Linked DNA regions of Sus scrofa: region 2 is linked to region 1. A link is a contact called in public Hi-C data. All regions are on one chromosome and are shown on one strand. Each heading gives the region's core, a stretch centred on a gene start, on an enhancer-like site or on the middle of the called end of the contact. The rest is flanking DNA. Distances are from core to core; before and after follow the strand shown.

Region 1 (7,617 bases), core at 3,708-6,207:
ATATTTCTTTTCCGTTCTGGAGGATGGAAGGCCAAGATCAAGATGTTGGCAGGGCTGTGCTCCCTCTGAAACCTGTAGGAAAGACCTTTCTCTTCCAGTTTCTGGAGGCTTCTGGCAACCCTCGTGTCCTTGGCTTGTGGCAGCGTCCGTCCGGACGTTTTCTTCGTTTTCATTTCCTAATGTGTCCTTTTCTTTCTCTTACGAGGAGACTTTCAGGGGATTTAGGGCCCAGAACGATCTCATCTCTAATCTTACCTTAATTACATCTGCAAAGACCCTATTTCCAAATAAGGTCACGTTCTAAGGTTCCAGGTGACATGAATTTTGGAGGGAAACCACTCAATCCACTGCTGAGGGGAGACACATGCAGGAAACCAGAATGGGGGGGCACTCAGTAGTGCCCAGGAGTGTAGCCGAGGGCACACATAGGTGGGGTTCCCAGACATCTACCCGGAAGTGACAACTGGACATGGAGCAGGCAGAATGACCTTCGAGGGGCCAGGGTCTTGGTGGCATCCAGGGATAGTTGGCCAGGCATTAGGCTGTGGCCATATGTAGCCAGACAAGGATCTAGGCCCCGCGGGGCCGGCTGGACACAGAACAATGGCTTCTCTCCGCCACTGCCAGCGGGCGTCTCGGCCAGGCCTCTGTGCTCCAGGTCTACAGGCCAGGCCAGGCCGAGGACCATGCCTGCTTCTCTGAGACCTCCTGGTTGGGGACCTCTCCTTCCGGGAGTCTGGGTGGCCGTCCACTCCCGTCCTGTGCCTTTCTCTGCTGCTGCTGCTGCCTCTCGAGGCCCCTCCTCTGATCCTGCAAAAGCTGGGAGGGTCCAGCCTGTTCAGGCCTTGGGAGCGCCCCTCCTGGGGCTGGGAGGCAGGCCCGGGGACTCCAGTGCCTGATCCCCGCCTGCCCTCCGCCTGCCCTGTCCCCTGCAGTATGGCATCAAGAAGAAGGAGGAGCGTGAGGCCGAGGCCCAGGCTGCCATGGAGGCCAACTCGGAGGGCAGCCTGACAAGGCCCAAGAAGGCCATCCCACCGGGCTGTGGGGATGAACCGGAGGAGGAGGACGAGAGCATCCTGGACACGGTCATCAAGTACCTGCCTGGACCACTGCAGGACATATTCAAGAAGTAACAGCCACGGAGCCGGACAGCAGCTCGCCCGAGCCCGGAGCCCCTGCCCCCTCGCCCACCCCCAGTCCTGCCCTCCGCGGAGGCCCCTGAAGGGATGTCGGGAGCAGAGTGCAGCCCTCCAACACCAGTATAAGCCATAGTCCTGGGTCTTTCCGCCCCATGCCCCCCTTATGCCTTGGGAGCCTCTGCCCACCTCTCACCCCACCCCATCCCCGCACTGCCATCGCCACTACCACCGAGGGAGGGGCACCCTACCGCCCCACCCAGGGCCCCTGCGGTCTGCTGGAGGCTCTGGGGACCAGCCCACGTGCTCGTCTGGCAGCAGGTGGGTTGGACCCTCCCCCAGAGCCTGGGAAGCCCCTTTCTGCTCCAGCCCTTCACCACCCACCCAGCAGGGCCCTTGGCCAGGGCCACCTTAAGGGCCAGTCCCTCGACCACCTCTGCGTTGGCGGGCGCAAACTCAGGAGCACAGCCATAGTAGGGGGCAGCGGTCGTGCAGGCTGGGGTGGGGGTAGGAGAGGCCAGCAGCTGGCCCGGGCTCACTGCCTGGGATCAGCCTGGCCCCCCCAACCCCTCCCCCGCACTGACACCTGGGTTGCTGTATCTGTGTCTTCCTAGTGCTAGTCCCTAGTGCCTGCCCTCCACCTCCGTCCATCTGCACCCCTTACCTTCTTCGTCCAGCTGTCTGCCCTCCCGGCCCTCTTCTTGTCCACTCCTCTGGAAGCCTTCGATTCTGAGGAATGCCAGGGCCTGCGCTCTCCCCCACCAAGGGAAACACAAAGTGACAGGCTTGGGAAAGCCTCAGATAGGCGCTCATGCAGCCCCATAACTCCAGCTCCCCTGAGTCTGTCGGCCCGGCTGAGCCCAGCCCCACTCCCCTTCCTGGTTGCCATGACCCGTGTCCTCCGAGGCTGCTCTGGGGGTGGAGTGTCCTGCCCTCACCCTCTGAACACCCACACCTTCGCCCAGAACCGGGAGGAGAAGCAGAGCCCTGGGGACCGGGCGCTGGGTGCCCGCAGAAGCAAGCGGAGTCAGAAGGCCCGCCCCTGTCCTGTGCCGTCCCTGCGCAGATGCAGGCCCTCGAATTGGGGTTGGCGCCCCTGCCACTTGGGCCAGCCGGGGTCAACAGAAACAGCCAAGGGCCTCCCAACCCTCACGTTTCCTCTACCTTCGTTTAATTTGCATCACAATATGTCGAATCTCAGGTAATTGAGGTCTTACGTATTTGAGGAGTTTTATCGTGACAGGAAGCCTCTCGCCTCAGTCCCTGGGGCCTTTTCTGTCTCGTCGAAAATTCATCGTGTCCACGTGTCGCGGGCCAGGGGCGCGGGCCTCCCTAGCTCTTTAGAGAAGCCATACGACTAGACGCAATACGAACCACCACCGCCCCCCAGTTCCCAGCCGCGGGCGCGCCCCGCCTCCTCCCGGTCCCACGTCTTTTTTAAATGCCTGTTTTCACACGTTAAAAAGCCAGCTCTGAGCAGACAGGGCGCTATCTCTAGAAACCCCGCATCCTGCTCCGGGCGCGTGGGACGCCCAAGCAGCCGAGCTTAGTGTAGACCGTGGATGTCCCCGTCGTCTGTCCTGGCGCCCGTGACTCCTCCTGCATGCGGGGGCCTCTCCAGATGGAGTCACAGCCAATAAACACCACAGTGATTTCACGCGCGTGGCCGTCTGGAGTCCTCTTTCCCCCCGGAGGCAATGGGGCTGGGAGGGGCCCCGGGGTGCAGCCGAGGTCCTGCTGGATGGTTGGTCCCCACTTGCCCCCCCAGGCCCTGCCAAATAGGCCCAGCCCACCCCACCCCCTTCGCGGGGGCAGCTCTGAGGGCTCCCCACAGCCCTGACCTGGACTCCCTCCGCAGACCCTTTCTCCCTAAGGCTGCCCCGCCCGACTCGACATCCGCAGACCGGGTCCCTTTAGGGCCCCAGCCCCGCAAGTCTCCCCCATCTCTGGCCTTTCCTGTCCCACAGCCCTTGGGGCCCTGGTCCCACTGTGCTGACCACACTTGTCCCCCCACCCCCACCCCCTCCCCACTGGGCTGGGCCCAGAATGCTGCCCCTTTGCCTCTGCCTCAGAACTTGGCCAGCTGATCCAGGTTTTGGGCTCTACAAGCCACCGCCCCAGCACGGCTGCTCTGAGAAGGGGCACACCGAACTGCACCCCCGCCCCCGCCTGGCCTGAACTCCTCTCAGTGCTGAGCAACCCGGATTGCCAGTGACCTGCATCGCCTTCCCTCGGGAGCCCCGCGGCCCTTCCTCAGTGCCTGGTGGGGCAGATCTCTTTGCAGAGGGGTCCGCGGGCTCCAGGGAGAGGCACCCCTTTGCCTGATGCTTGCTGAACCCCCACAACGTGCAGAGCCCCGTTCTAGGCACCAGGGGTAATTGAGGTTCCTTTCTCCTGGGACTGATTTTTCCAGCGGCAGGAGGCAGAGGGGATGGTGAGGGTCGCTGTTTCCCTCTGAAGATGTGATGTGTGCACACAGAGGGAGCTCTGCAGGCCTCTGATGGAAGTGCATTCCAGGCAGAGGAATGGCAGTGCCAGGGCCCTGAGGCGGAAGCTGGCTGAGGACCTCAGAGTGGCCCTGGGACTTCTGCCACCACGCCCTTGGCTCTGGGCTTGCTTTAGGACCACTCTGCCTCTTTGTAGTCTCTTTCCTTTCAGAGCATTCATTTAACTCTATAACAAAGCAGACCACACTTCCTTCAGGGAAGTCCTCCATGCCTCAGGTAGGCAGGCAGATCCTCTGGAGCCAACCTGGGGCCGTGTTCTGCTCGGCATTGCTGTCTCTTAGGCACCTGGAACTGCTTGAGTCACAAGCCACTTAGCTATCAAGGCTGTCAGGACACTTTTTTTTTTTTTTTTTTTTTTTTGTCTTTTTGCCTTTTCTAGGGCCGCTTCTGCGGCATGTGGAGGTTCCCAGGTTAGGGGTCTAACCGGAGCTGTAGCCGCTGGCCTACACCAGAGCCACAGCAACACGGGATCAAGCCGTGTCTGCAACCTACATCACAGCTCAGGACAATGCCGAATCCTTAACCCACTGAGCAGGGCCAGGGATCGAACCCACAACCTCATGGTTCCTAGTCAGATTCGTGAACCACTGAGCCATGATGGGAACTCCCAGGACACGTTTTTAAAGATCTGGCAATTAAGGACCATTTTGTTTTGCTGTGCTAATCCGCAGCTAGACAAATCCTGCTGTCCACAATCGCTGCCAGCGGGTCTCAGTGAACCCTGGGTGCAGGCCACCTGTCCACACAATTTGGAGCCGACCTCCACTTCTGCCTCAGCCGGTTCTCATCAGGTCCTAAAGGAGGGACAGTCTCCGGTGAAGGGTGGGATGGGATCCCTCGGAGCCGGTGGGATTCAGGCCGTCGACCTGGGGCCGGGCTTGGGCACGATTGGGTGGGGTGAGAATGCGAGTCAGGCTGGGGGGGCGGGGGGGTGGGACCAGGGGCAGGAGCCCAGGCAGGATGCGGGGGGCGGGCTCGGGTGGGGTGGGGTGGAAGTCGGGCTTGGGGGGGAGGGGGGAAGCTGACGATGGGGCGGGACCGGAGGAAGGATGAGGGAAGCGGGCTGAGGGGCCGAGCTGGGGATCCGGCTGCAGCAATTCCTGGCTAGGGCCGGCCGACACGTGCGTGGCCTGGAGGATTGAAGGGCCTCAAGGAAAGACACCGCCCAGCGCCACTCAAACTGGGCGCTGAGCCTAGGCGTCGGGGCCAGGAGTAGGCCCCCTGGTGACCCCGGTCCCGCCCCCACCTCATTCCACCCCGCCCCTGGCCGGCCTCAGCCAATCAACGCGTGCTAAGTCATGCGGCTGCGATTGGCTCCCAGAAGGTCACGTGGCAGAAACCTAACAAATCGGGGCCCGGGAGACGCCAAAGAAGGAAGGGCGGCAGCCGCAGGGGTGTCCTCGGGATCGATTACCTAGTGTCTCCCCGGCGCTCTCCGGTCCCTCCCTGTGTCCTCTCGTCCTCCCGGTGTCCTCTGAGCCCCCGCGTTGGGAGGGCTGGGACAGAGAACCCAGCTGAGCCAGGACCAGGAACGGGACTACCTGGTTGCGGGGTGGGGCTGGGCCGGCGCAGCGCGGTCCAGGCGGGGCGGGCACTGGAGAGGAGATGCGCCCAGCCTGGTGCGCACAGGTCGTCCAGGGACGGGACAGCAGAGGATCACCACCTCCCGGTGGGGTCATTCCTCCCGGCCACCGGTGGGGTCATCCCTCCCGGCCATCGGCCCTGCCCCGGACTACCCTCACCCTTCTCCCCCGCCCCCCAGCCCCAGTTACAGGCGGTGAGGGTGTGAGGCCCAGGAGCTGGAGGTGAGGAGGGGGCTAGGGCATCCATTTGGCTCTAGCAGCCAGTGCCGGCCGTTGGTGGGTCTTTACTCTGCTGCGTGAGGCTCGGGGAAGAACTAGAATCCTACATTGCTCGTCCCTGAGGGTGGGGCCCCCACAATGCTGAGCACCAGACCCCCGTGGTGCCCAGGGTGATTTCTCTCAGCCCCAGAGGGTGAGGCATGGAGTGGAAGTTTAGTTTGGTTTCTGCAAAATAAACGTGTTTCTTGCACCCTTGAGTACGTTGAGATTTAGGCAGAGGATGATGCCAGTGAAGAGAGGTGCCCAGCCTGACTGAGGGAAAGGCCTGGAAGCCTGGGATGAACTGGGTGAGATCCTGGCAGACACTCCTGGCTGCCACCCTCCTGAAGCAGGAGACCCAGTGCCAGGGGTAGCTCCTGGGTACAGCCCACGTCATTCCCTCCCTGGCTGTCTCCTCAGGGCCCTCTGCAAAGAAGCCTTCTTGGAAAGACAAATGCTAATGAGTTGTTGACTGGCCTTTGAACCTGGCCCCCAAGCCTGGTCCCAGCGCTGACCTTTATTTTATTTTTTGGCCATGCCCACGGCATGGAGAAGTTGCTGCCCAGGGATCAAACCTGTGCTACAGCAGTGACCTGAGCCACAGCAGCGGCAATGCCAGATCCCCAACCCAGTAGGCCACCAGGAAATTCCACCCTGACCTTTAAACTGCCTCAATCTGCAGCTGAGTAGCACTGATGCACCTGCTCCTGCAGAGAGCTCTGGCCCATAAGGATGGCACCTGCTCTGTGTCCAGGTGCCCCAAACCCCTGATTCTCTCCAAGGAGTCCTACATTCTAGGGTGCATCAGCCAGAAGTCAGCCTCTGTCTGCACATGTCCACACAGTCCTGCTTAGGGCCCAAGAAGGGGTCTCACCCTGTCACACCTCTTGACCCCTCCCTCACCCACCCATGTTGAGGCCAGACAATGAACAGGGGCCGGGCCTGGCTGGACCTTCCAGGTTCAGACGGGAGACTGACAGTCCATACAAATTCTCTGACTTGCAGCTAATCCTCATGCAGTGAGCAGAAATAAAGTTCAATAAATAATCAAAAATCGGGAGTTCCCATTGTGGCTCAGCAGTAACGAACCCAACTAGGATCCATGAGGACGCGGGTTCGATCCCTGGCCTTGTTCAGTGGGTTCAGGATCCCTCGTTGCCGTGACCTGTGGTGCAGGTCGCAAATGCGGCTTGGATCCAGCATTGCTGTGGCTGTGGTGGAGGCTGGCAGCTGCAGCTCCTATTCTACCCCCAGCCTGGGAATTTCCATGGGCCCCACAGGTGCAGCCCTAAAAACACACACACACACTCAAAACTCACCACTGAGGAGGCATTTGGAGCTGGCTGGTGCAGGAAGCCTGGAAGTAAGAAAATGCCAAAGAACAAACCAAACCCACAATGATGGGGCATGAGAAGGGGAGAGAGCTCCCAAACCTGGACCAATCTGGGCAACAAAATAAGGTCCTGTTGGATTATGACCCGGGTATAGGGTAAGGGCCACGCGTGCACAGGCGCACACGGACACGCAAAAGCAGACGCAGACGGTCCTGTCAGGAGCCGGCCTTCGGTGTGGGCTCCACAGGGTGACTTCCTTCAGGGAACACGCTTATGGGAAGGGCTTAAGAGAGCACCTGCACTGGAGAAACGTGACAGACACCACCTCTGGGGCCCAAGGTCAGCATCAGCAGTGACAGGGCACTGTGATAGGATGGGATACACACACCTCTGGGGTCCTCCTCCCCCAGACCCACACCCCGAGTCTAACCCTGAGAAAAATAGCAGGAGGTCCCGCCGTGGCGCAGTGGTTAACGAATCCGACTAGGAACCATGAGGATGCAAGTTCGGTCCCTGGCCTCGCTCAGTGGGTTAAGGATCCGGCGTTACTGTGAGCTGTGGTATAGGTTGCAGACGCGGCTCGGATCCCGCGTGGCTGTGGTTGTGGTGTAGGCCGGCAGTTACAGCTCCGGTTCGACGCCTAGCCTGGGAACTTCCATATGCTGCGGGAGCGGCCCTAGACAAGGCAAAAAGACAAAAAAAAAAAAAAAAAAAAAGAAAGAAAAAAAAGAAAAGAAAAAATAGCAGACGAACACCAACTGAAGGACATGCTACAACATATCTGACCAGAGCCCCTTAA
Region 2 (7,617 bases), core at 1,454-3,953, 150 kb before region 1:
TGTGTCCCTCCGAGCTGGAGGGAGGGAGAGGGACACGAACCCATCTCCCCACTCCCCAGCAAGACACGCCCCCCCCAAAGGGCCTTTGCACAAGCCTAGAACAACCCCTTGTCCAGCCGCTCCCTTGACCCACCCAGGATCCAGCATGCCACTCACCCAGCAGGGCCAGCAGCCCCATGGCCGTGAGCACCGGCTTGCGCAGCAGCTGCACGTGTGGTGGGCGCGTGTTGTTGACCTGGAAGCGTGCGGTGAGCGTGCGCTGGGAGAAGGGGTGCGGGTGGTAACTCAGGAAGGCATTGTCGTTGCTCAGCAGCGTGTAGCGGATGGAGGAGCTGGTGTTGGCCACCAGCAGGTTCTGGTGCTGCGCGATGACCTGTCAGGTGGCCGGGACGGTCACTGCCAGGGCCGCCTGCCTGCCGCCCCCACCCGGGAGGAAGGCTGCTCCCTGGGGGCAGGCGCACCTTCACAACCATGGCTGCGTAGGTCACATCGGCCCTCCAGGGCTGTGGCAGAGACCAGCCCACCAGCGGGTCAGCCTCGTCGTTGTAAATGGGGGTGTCCGTGAACTTGGGGAAGAGCCGCTGTATCTGCTGCATCACCGCCACCTCCTGCTCCAGGATGTAGATGGAGCTGCCCGCGCCCTGCACCGCGGCCCAACCCACACAGGCCTGAGACCACCGCTAAGGGGCGGCAGGACTGCAGGCAGCAGGTGGGGACTGCAGGTCTGCCGCAGGCAGGGGAACCTGTGCTGGTGTTGGGTTAGGGGCTGGGGCGGCCAGAAGGCGGGAATCCTGGGCCATACCTTCTTATGGAGGGCGATGAAGTCTAGCCGCACGCCCACCTCCCCGGTGAAGAAATTGGTTCCGTTGTGACAGTGCGCCAGGAGGCCCCAGCACAATGGGGAGCGTGGTGGGTCATGGAAGGAGTCGCCAGGACCACCCAGGCGCAGAGCTGGGCTGGCAGCTCGCAGACCCTCGGAGCAGGCGTCGTAGTAGTTCAAGAAGCCTGGGTGGGAGGGACACAGAGTCCTCACCCCCCAGGTCAGAGGGCCACTGCCCCCCTCTCTCAGCTCCCGCAGGACCCCGGGAAGCCTGCCCACCTTGCAAGGTCATGGACACGTTGTCAAAGTCGTGGTGGTCCGGCTCGTTCCACGTCTCAAAATTCCACTTGGAAACGTGCTTGAGTCCGTACCTACCTGCAGAGAGTCCCTGCTGTGGCAAGAGGGGCCCTCCCCTGGGGCAGGGACACGAGTGCATCCCGAACCCCGGGGAGGGCACCCGCGGTGGGCGGTTTGGATGCGATGGCGGTGTCACTGGGAGCTCCCCCCCCGCCCCCATCAGAAGGCCTTGGCTCAGGGGGCTCATGACAAGAAGACCGGGAGATGGCCTGGGTGGTGCAGAAGGAAAGCCTGCCCAGAAGCGCCCCCATCCCCAAAGGGCATGGGCCCCACCCACCAACGTATCTCCTAGCCAGGAGCGAGACCAGGTTCCTCCACTCGAACACCTGCTGCTTGTCCTCAAAGTCCGTGAAGTGTCCAGAGGGGCTGCCCATCAGCTCAAAGCCTGCAGCACACGAAGGTGGCTGTCCCACTGCTCACCTGCCTGGCTCCCCCAGGCCAGCACCGAGGCAGGACCTGACTGGGCAACCAGGAGGACCCGGAAAGGCCAGGCCAGTGGGAGACGGTGGGGTCAGTGGTTCACCTGGGAGGAGCTGGTTCTCCCTGAGAAGGTCCAGGTATCGATCCAAGTGGGTGAAATTGTAGCTCAGTCCCTGTCCAGCTGACCTCCTGTAGAAGGACACTCAGTGTCAAGGTTGGGGGACGTGGGCCTGGGCCTGGAGCTGTGGCCACATTCAAGCAGCTAGGGAGCTTGCAAGGTGCCATTCGGGACTAGGCTCCAGGCTAAATAGGCCCCTCTCCTTGGCACACATCAACTATGTAAGCCTATTAGTCACTCACAGCCTAGTATGAACTCATGTGCCTGCACTGGAATCCCACCCTCAAGTCTTTGGGGGCTCAGAACAACCTGGGGCCTGGGAGTGGGACAAGAGGATGGAGACGGGGAGAACAAGGCGTCCTAAAGACAGCTGACGGAGAAGCGCAAGGCTGGAGGAGAACCTGGTGGGACTCTGTGGGCCCACATTCTGTTTCTCTGCACCTCCCGGAGGCCAGGGCCCCACATTTGGTTCGGCAGTACCTGGTCCCCCTGCTGCACTCTGAGAGACACCATGGGAGCAGGAGCGGGGCAAGGACAGCCTCCCCCCTGCACGCACTCCTCACATAGAAATGAACGTGTGACAACCAGGCCGCGGACAGGAGCCACGGGCCTGGGGCGGAAGAGGGCGCGAGTCGAGGGAAGGGAGGTCACCTGGTGCCTTGGGGCCACGTGAGAAGGGAGCCTGACTTGGGGCGAAACGGGGAGTCCTTTCAGAGATCCACACAGAGCAGGAAGTACCACAGCTTTTTTGTTTGTGTGTGGGTTTTGTTTTTTGTCTTTTAGCCTTTTCTAGGGCCGCTCCCGCGGCATATGCAGGTTCCCAGGCTAGGGGTCGAATTGTAGCTGTAGCCACCGGCCTACGCCAGAGCCACAGCAACTCGGGATCTGAGCCGCGTCTGCGACCCACACCACAGCTCACGGCAACACCAGATCGTTAACCCACTGAGCAAGGCCAGGGATCGAACCCGCAACCTCATGGTTCCTAGTCAGATTCGTTAACCACTGCGCCACGGCGGGAACTCCTGTTTGTGTGTTTTTAAGACATTATTGTTACAATTATTATGTTATTACTTTGCCATAATTTCCTCAGCTAGAGATTGAATCTAAGCTGCAGCTGGGACCTCTGCATAGCTACGGCAACACGAAATCCTTTATTTTATTTATTTAATTTTTTTTTGTCTTTTTAGGGCTGCATTGGTGGCATGTGGAAGTTCCCAAGCTAGGGGTCAAATTGGAGCTACAGCCGCTGGCCTACACCACAGCTCACAGCAATGCTGGATCCTTAACCCACTGAGCGAGGCCAGGGATCGAACTTGCGTCCTCATGGATACTAGTCAGATTCGTTTCCGCTGAGCCATAACAGGAACTCCCACACGAGATCCTTTAACCCACTGTGCCGGGCCAGGGATTGAACCCGCATATCCACAGCAGCCCGAGATGCTAAAGTCAGGTTCTTAACCCACTGCGCCACAGTGAGAACTCCAAGATTCAATTTTTTTTTTTTTTTTAGAGTGGTTTTGGGTTCACAGCAAAACTGAGGAGGTACAGAAGCTCCCCGCCCCCGCCACCGGCCTCCTCTCCACAAGCACAGTCTCCCCCGTGATCAACAGCCCAGAGCGGGATGCTTCTTACAACTGATAAACCTACGCCGACATCTTAGTCACCCCAAATCCACAGTTTACATTAAGGTTCACCTGGTGCTATACATTTTGGGGTTTGGAAAGACACATGATCTACCACCAAGATCATACAGTGTTTTCTTGGACCTAAAAACCCTATGCTCAGAGTTCCCTTGTGGCTCAGCAGGTTAAGGATCCCATGTTGTCACTGCTGTGGCTCTGGTTACTGCAGTAGCGCAGGTTCAAGCCCTGGCTCAGGAACTCCCACATGCTCTGGCTAAAAAGGATATTCATGCTCCCCCCACCCCACCAAACCCCTGATTTTTTTTACTGTCGCCATGGTTTTGTCTTTGCCATGATGTTTTGAAAGGATCCCTTTGTGGTCAGTTGCAGCAAGAGCAGGGAGCTGGAAGATGGCCCCCCGGGGACCTGGAAGAAGGGTCCCCCATCAGAAGGCCTTGGCTCAGGGGGTTCATGACAAGAAGACCAGGAGGTGGCCTGGGTGGAGCAGAAGGAAAACCTAGATGCTGTCTGCAGAGGCATCGAGAGGGAGCTGGGGCGGACGGGTTTACAAGTGGGAGGGACGGTGATGGACTGGAGGGGAGCTGGGACCGGGGGTTCAGCACAGCCTCTCCGACTAGGTTTCACTTTGGCGGAGGCCGGGAGGGATAAGCCGATGGAAGCTGGGTCTCAGGTTTGTCCACGTAGGGTGGACGCCCAAGGCTGGAGCCGGGTGAGGAAGCTGGTGCTCAGCGATCCCGCCAAGGCGAGGGAGGGCGCGGAGCAGGGCACTGAACCCAAGGTGAGCCCAGGCAGGCGGGGCTGGCGAGGCCCTGAGGGACAGAGCAGGGGGAGCAAAGGCACTGCCCAGAGGGGTGCAGCTGCGCCCTCTTGCGGCCGCCGGGTTCGCCCGGCGAGCGCAGGGAGAGGAGGGAGCGAGGCGGCGTTCCGGCCGAGCTGCTCTGGGTCGGTCAGTGCCCCTGTACCCGCCAGCCAGGCCACCCCAGCGCTGCCCCCCTGTCGCCTCGAGGATCTGGACGAATCAACATCTCTCTCCCTTCCGGGCTTCCTCTCCCCCCACTCTTCAGTGCAACGGTCAAGGACGAACCTGGGCTCAAGTCCAGCCGCCATGGACACAGGTGCCTCGGGCTCCTGCAGGGTCACAGAACCCGCTCGCTGGTGGGCGTGGGCTGCGTCCTCCCGCCTCTGGGGGGGGGGCGCCCCTCCCCCTCCAAAGGTCACAACCAGTAGCAAAAAAACCCGAAAAAAAAAAAATAAACTTAAGCGCTTGGGTAAAAATTAAATGGGCGGCAGCAGATAGGTTCCAAAGTCCCACAGGTGGGGGGTGGGGAGGGGGAGCAGGCGTGGGCGATGCACCTAAGCCCCGGCTCTGGGCTTTCTCCGCTGATCCTGGTGGCCTGGTCTGGTAAATGCTGACACCTCCCACCTCAGTGTCCTGGGGCAGCACCAGAGGAGCCCCAGCCCCAAGCCGTCCCTAGCCTGCCAGTAGGGTGGACTTGAATGTCCACAGACCCATCCAGCCTTGGCACCAAGGACTGCCCTGGGGGCCCGTAGAGCTGCCCCCGGGGACCAGAACCCCCAGACTTGGGAACCCTCTGTCTCCAACCAGTTCAGCCCCCCGTCGGGAGGGGCACTGGGGAGATCAAAGCTGGTGAGGGGCAGAGCCCACCCCGGCACTCCCCCTGCAGAGGCCGGACGGGGCGCGGCACAGGCCCGGTCGCCTCCCGCTCCTGGCCGGGCACGTGGGCCGGGTCCGCGGTAGCCGCACAAGGGCCTCATTCACCGCGCGCCAGCGTCTGGGGAGGCCGCACCAGGAGCCCCCTCATCCCTGGGCCTGAGCGCGTGCGCCGCGAGGACCAAGCAGCGCCCAGCCTGGTGAGTGCTCCGGTGCGTGGGGCGGAGCCCGGGGCCTCGCGTGCTCGGGTGAGGGACGTGGGGGCCGCACTTCCTCCGTGTGTGTGTGTGTGTGTGTGTGTGTGTGTGTGTGTGTGTGTGTGTGTGTGTTGCACTTGTGACTGGGGGCGCAGGATGGGAGGAAACGGCGTGGGGTGGGGCCGGGACCACCCGTGCTCGGCTTGGGGGAGGGGCGCGGAGGGCGGGGCGCCCTTGGCTGAGGGGGCGCTGGCCCGGGTGGGAACTTGGGCCCGCCGTGTGCTGCTGGGGGCCCGGGCGGGCGGAGCAGGGGGCGCGGGCGGGGTGGGAGATGCATGGGGCGGGATCGGGAGCGCTCAGAGCAGGCTATGCGAGGTGGCAGCGCGGCTGGAGGACACAGACCCGCCACTGGAGAGAACCTGCAACGCTGTGGGAGAGCAGAGCCGTCCTGGCCAGCTGGCGGCGGGTCCCCTCTTCTGGAACTAGGGCTCTGGGGCCTGGTTGACGGGGCCCTGGAGGAGAATGGGCCCCGCCCAGCCTCTTTGCACTTGCTGTAGGGATGCATTGCTTCCTTTCCAAGTAAGGGTCCCCAACAACTTAAAAGGGTGACACAAGAGGATGCTGTCCCACGTGGTCACCCCCTCGCACCTGCAGCCCCTGCGCTAGTGGAGAGGCCCACAGCTCAGCTGACCGCTGGGGTAAAGGGGGACAGTGGGCGTTGGCCAGCAAGGCCCCAGGACCCAAGACATGGGCCTCTGTGCCTGGCCAGACCACAGCACGCAGCCCACTGGCCTCAAGCACAAAGCAACAGGCAGAGGGACAGGGGGGAGCTGCAGTTCTTTTGAAGGACCTGAAACCTCAGCGGTAATTCTTCACCTGTTTCAGGCACCCAGCCTAGGGCAGGGCAGGGACAGCAGAAGGCCAGGTCTCTGCCACCCAGGCGGCCCTCAGGGCCCAGCTGACTGGATGGGGGCACACCTTGGCGCTGCTGCAAGCTGAGAACAGCCCCTCCCCGAATATCTCCACCACAGGTGCCCCAAAGCTAGAGAGCCCCTGGAAATCCCTGTCCCTGCCTCCAGGGAGGCAGGGGGGCCGCCACCCACCCCCCTCCATGCACCAGTTCCCTGCCCCCGTCACATCGCGGCACCACTGCTCCAGGCTCTCGGGAGCCCTCTATGATGCATAGCTTGGCCCCTGGCCAAGGAGATGCACCCAGGGTGATGAAGCCACCACCTGGCAGCCGGCGTCTCTCCCACACGTGCCATCCAGGGAGCTCCCTCACTGCCACTCTGCCAGTAGCTGGGTTGGAAGATAAGTGATTTCTAACCACAGTGGCTGCCCTCCGCTCCAGCCCCGAGACAGTCTTATCTGCTCCTGAGCTGCTGTGAGTCATCACGCCCGCCTACGGCCACTGGCTCTGGGAAACCACATCCCCGGGCAAACAGCTCCCCACTAGGGCAGAGGGGGGCCGGGGTGGGACTGGGGGTGGTGGGGAGCATGCTGGGGAGGCCCCAGGCTCTTCCCAGAGAACAGGGCCAGATCTTGGGGTTCAAGACAGGCTCTTCAGGCAGAGGAATCAGATCTGGAGACACAGCCGGCACGGCAGTGGGGCCTCGGCCCTGACCGCACCTCCCCCTCCCCGCCCCCCGCCCCTGCGGCTGTGCGGACACCTCCTGCTCTCCCGCTGGCCCCTGGCCACCCCGGCAATCCACTCCCATCTCTTTTTTTTTTTCCCCTTTTATGGCCAAAAATGCAGCATATGGAAGTTCCTGGGCTAGAGGTCAAATTGGAGCTGCAGCTGCCGGCCTGCACCACAGCCACAGCAATGCCAGGTCCCAGCTGCATCTGCGACCTCAGCTTGCAGCAAAACCGGATACTTAACCCACTGAGCGAGGCCAGGGATCGAACCCTCATCCTCATAGAGACAATACCAGGTCCTTAACCCTCTGAACCGCAACAGGAACTCCTCCACTCCCACCTTTGCCCTCAGATGGGGCTCCTGGTCTTTCCAGGCTGTGGATGTGGGAACAGGGCAGAGTTTTCAGGGCAGCGTGTTCAGGGCTGAGTGCAGAGGAAGCCTGGATGGAGCTGTCCCCTGCCAGGGCCCAGGGGACAGCAGGCCCAGGCCAACTCACCCCTGTGTTCCATAAAAGGGACCCCACACAGTACCCCAACCCCCCACCCCCAGGATGGCGGACATGTGGGTTCAGGCAGCCCCAGGGGATGGACCTCTCTTTCCACGTGGCCCTCAGGCACACACTTGATCATTTTAAATATGGGTGGATGGAGGTTTGAGTAACCATTTCAAAAACAACAGCTCGCTCTTAGCTTGCCATGTGCTGGACACCTAAAGGTCACCTAAAGGGACCGTCCACCTTCACAAGGCCCCG

What was found. Hi-C and Micro-C count contacts between places; a contact is called where the count stands out from the background.
Region 2: a Hi-C map of liver shows a contact between it and region 1, with 4 times the contacts expected there. The contact joins the promoter of SLC26A1 here to the enhancer-like site in region 1. A contact is called at or near these places in 2 of 5 promoter capture datasets (fetal skeletal muscle and liver) and 1 of 47 Hi-C or Micro-C datasets (liver).

What each region holds. Positions count from the first base shown.
Region 1 is chr8:193,056-200,672 of Sscrofa11.1, reverse strand. CPLX1 (complexin-1) reads left to right here. Exons shown (of 4, transcript XM_021100829.1): 4 at 936-2,795. The coding sequence ends at 1,133. Among named protein-coding and RNA genes, the nearest start is that of CPLX1, 35 kb to the left of the region's middle. Within about 2 kb of position 4,957, at least 72 of the 83 cell types and tissues checked have an H3K27ac peak or open chromatin away from gene starts, as enhancers often do. A contact at or near this core is called in fetal skeletal muscle and liver, where this site is marked.
Region 2 is chr8:341,041-348,657 of Sscrofa11.1, reverse strand. SLC26A1 (sulfate anion transporter 1) reads left to right here and starts at 2,703. Exons shown (of 3, transcript XM_021100851.1): 1 at 2,703-5,230. It overlaps IDUA (alpha-L-iduronidase), which reads right to left. Exons shown (of 14, transcript XM_021100852.1): 3 at 1,701-1,786; 4 at 1,455-1,562; 5 at 1,100-1,195; 6 at 803-1,005; 7 at 462-641; 8 at 157-373.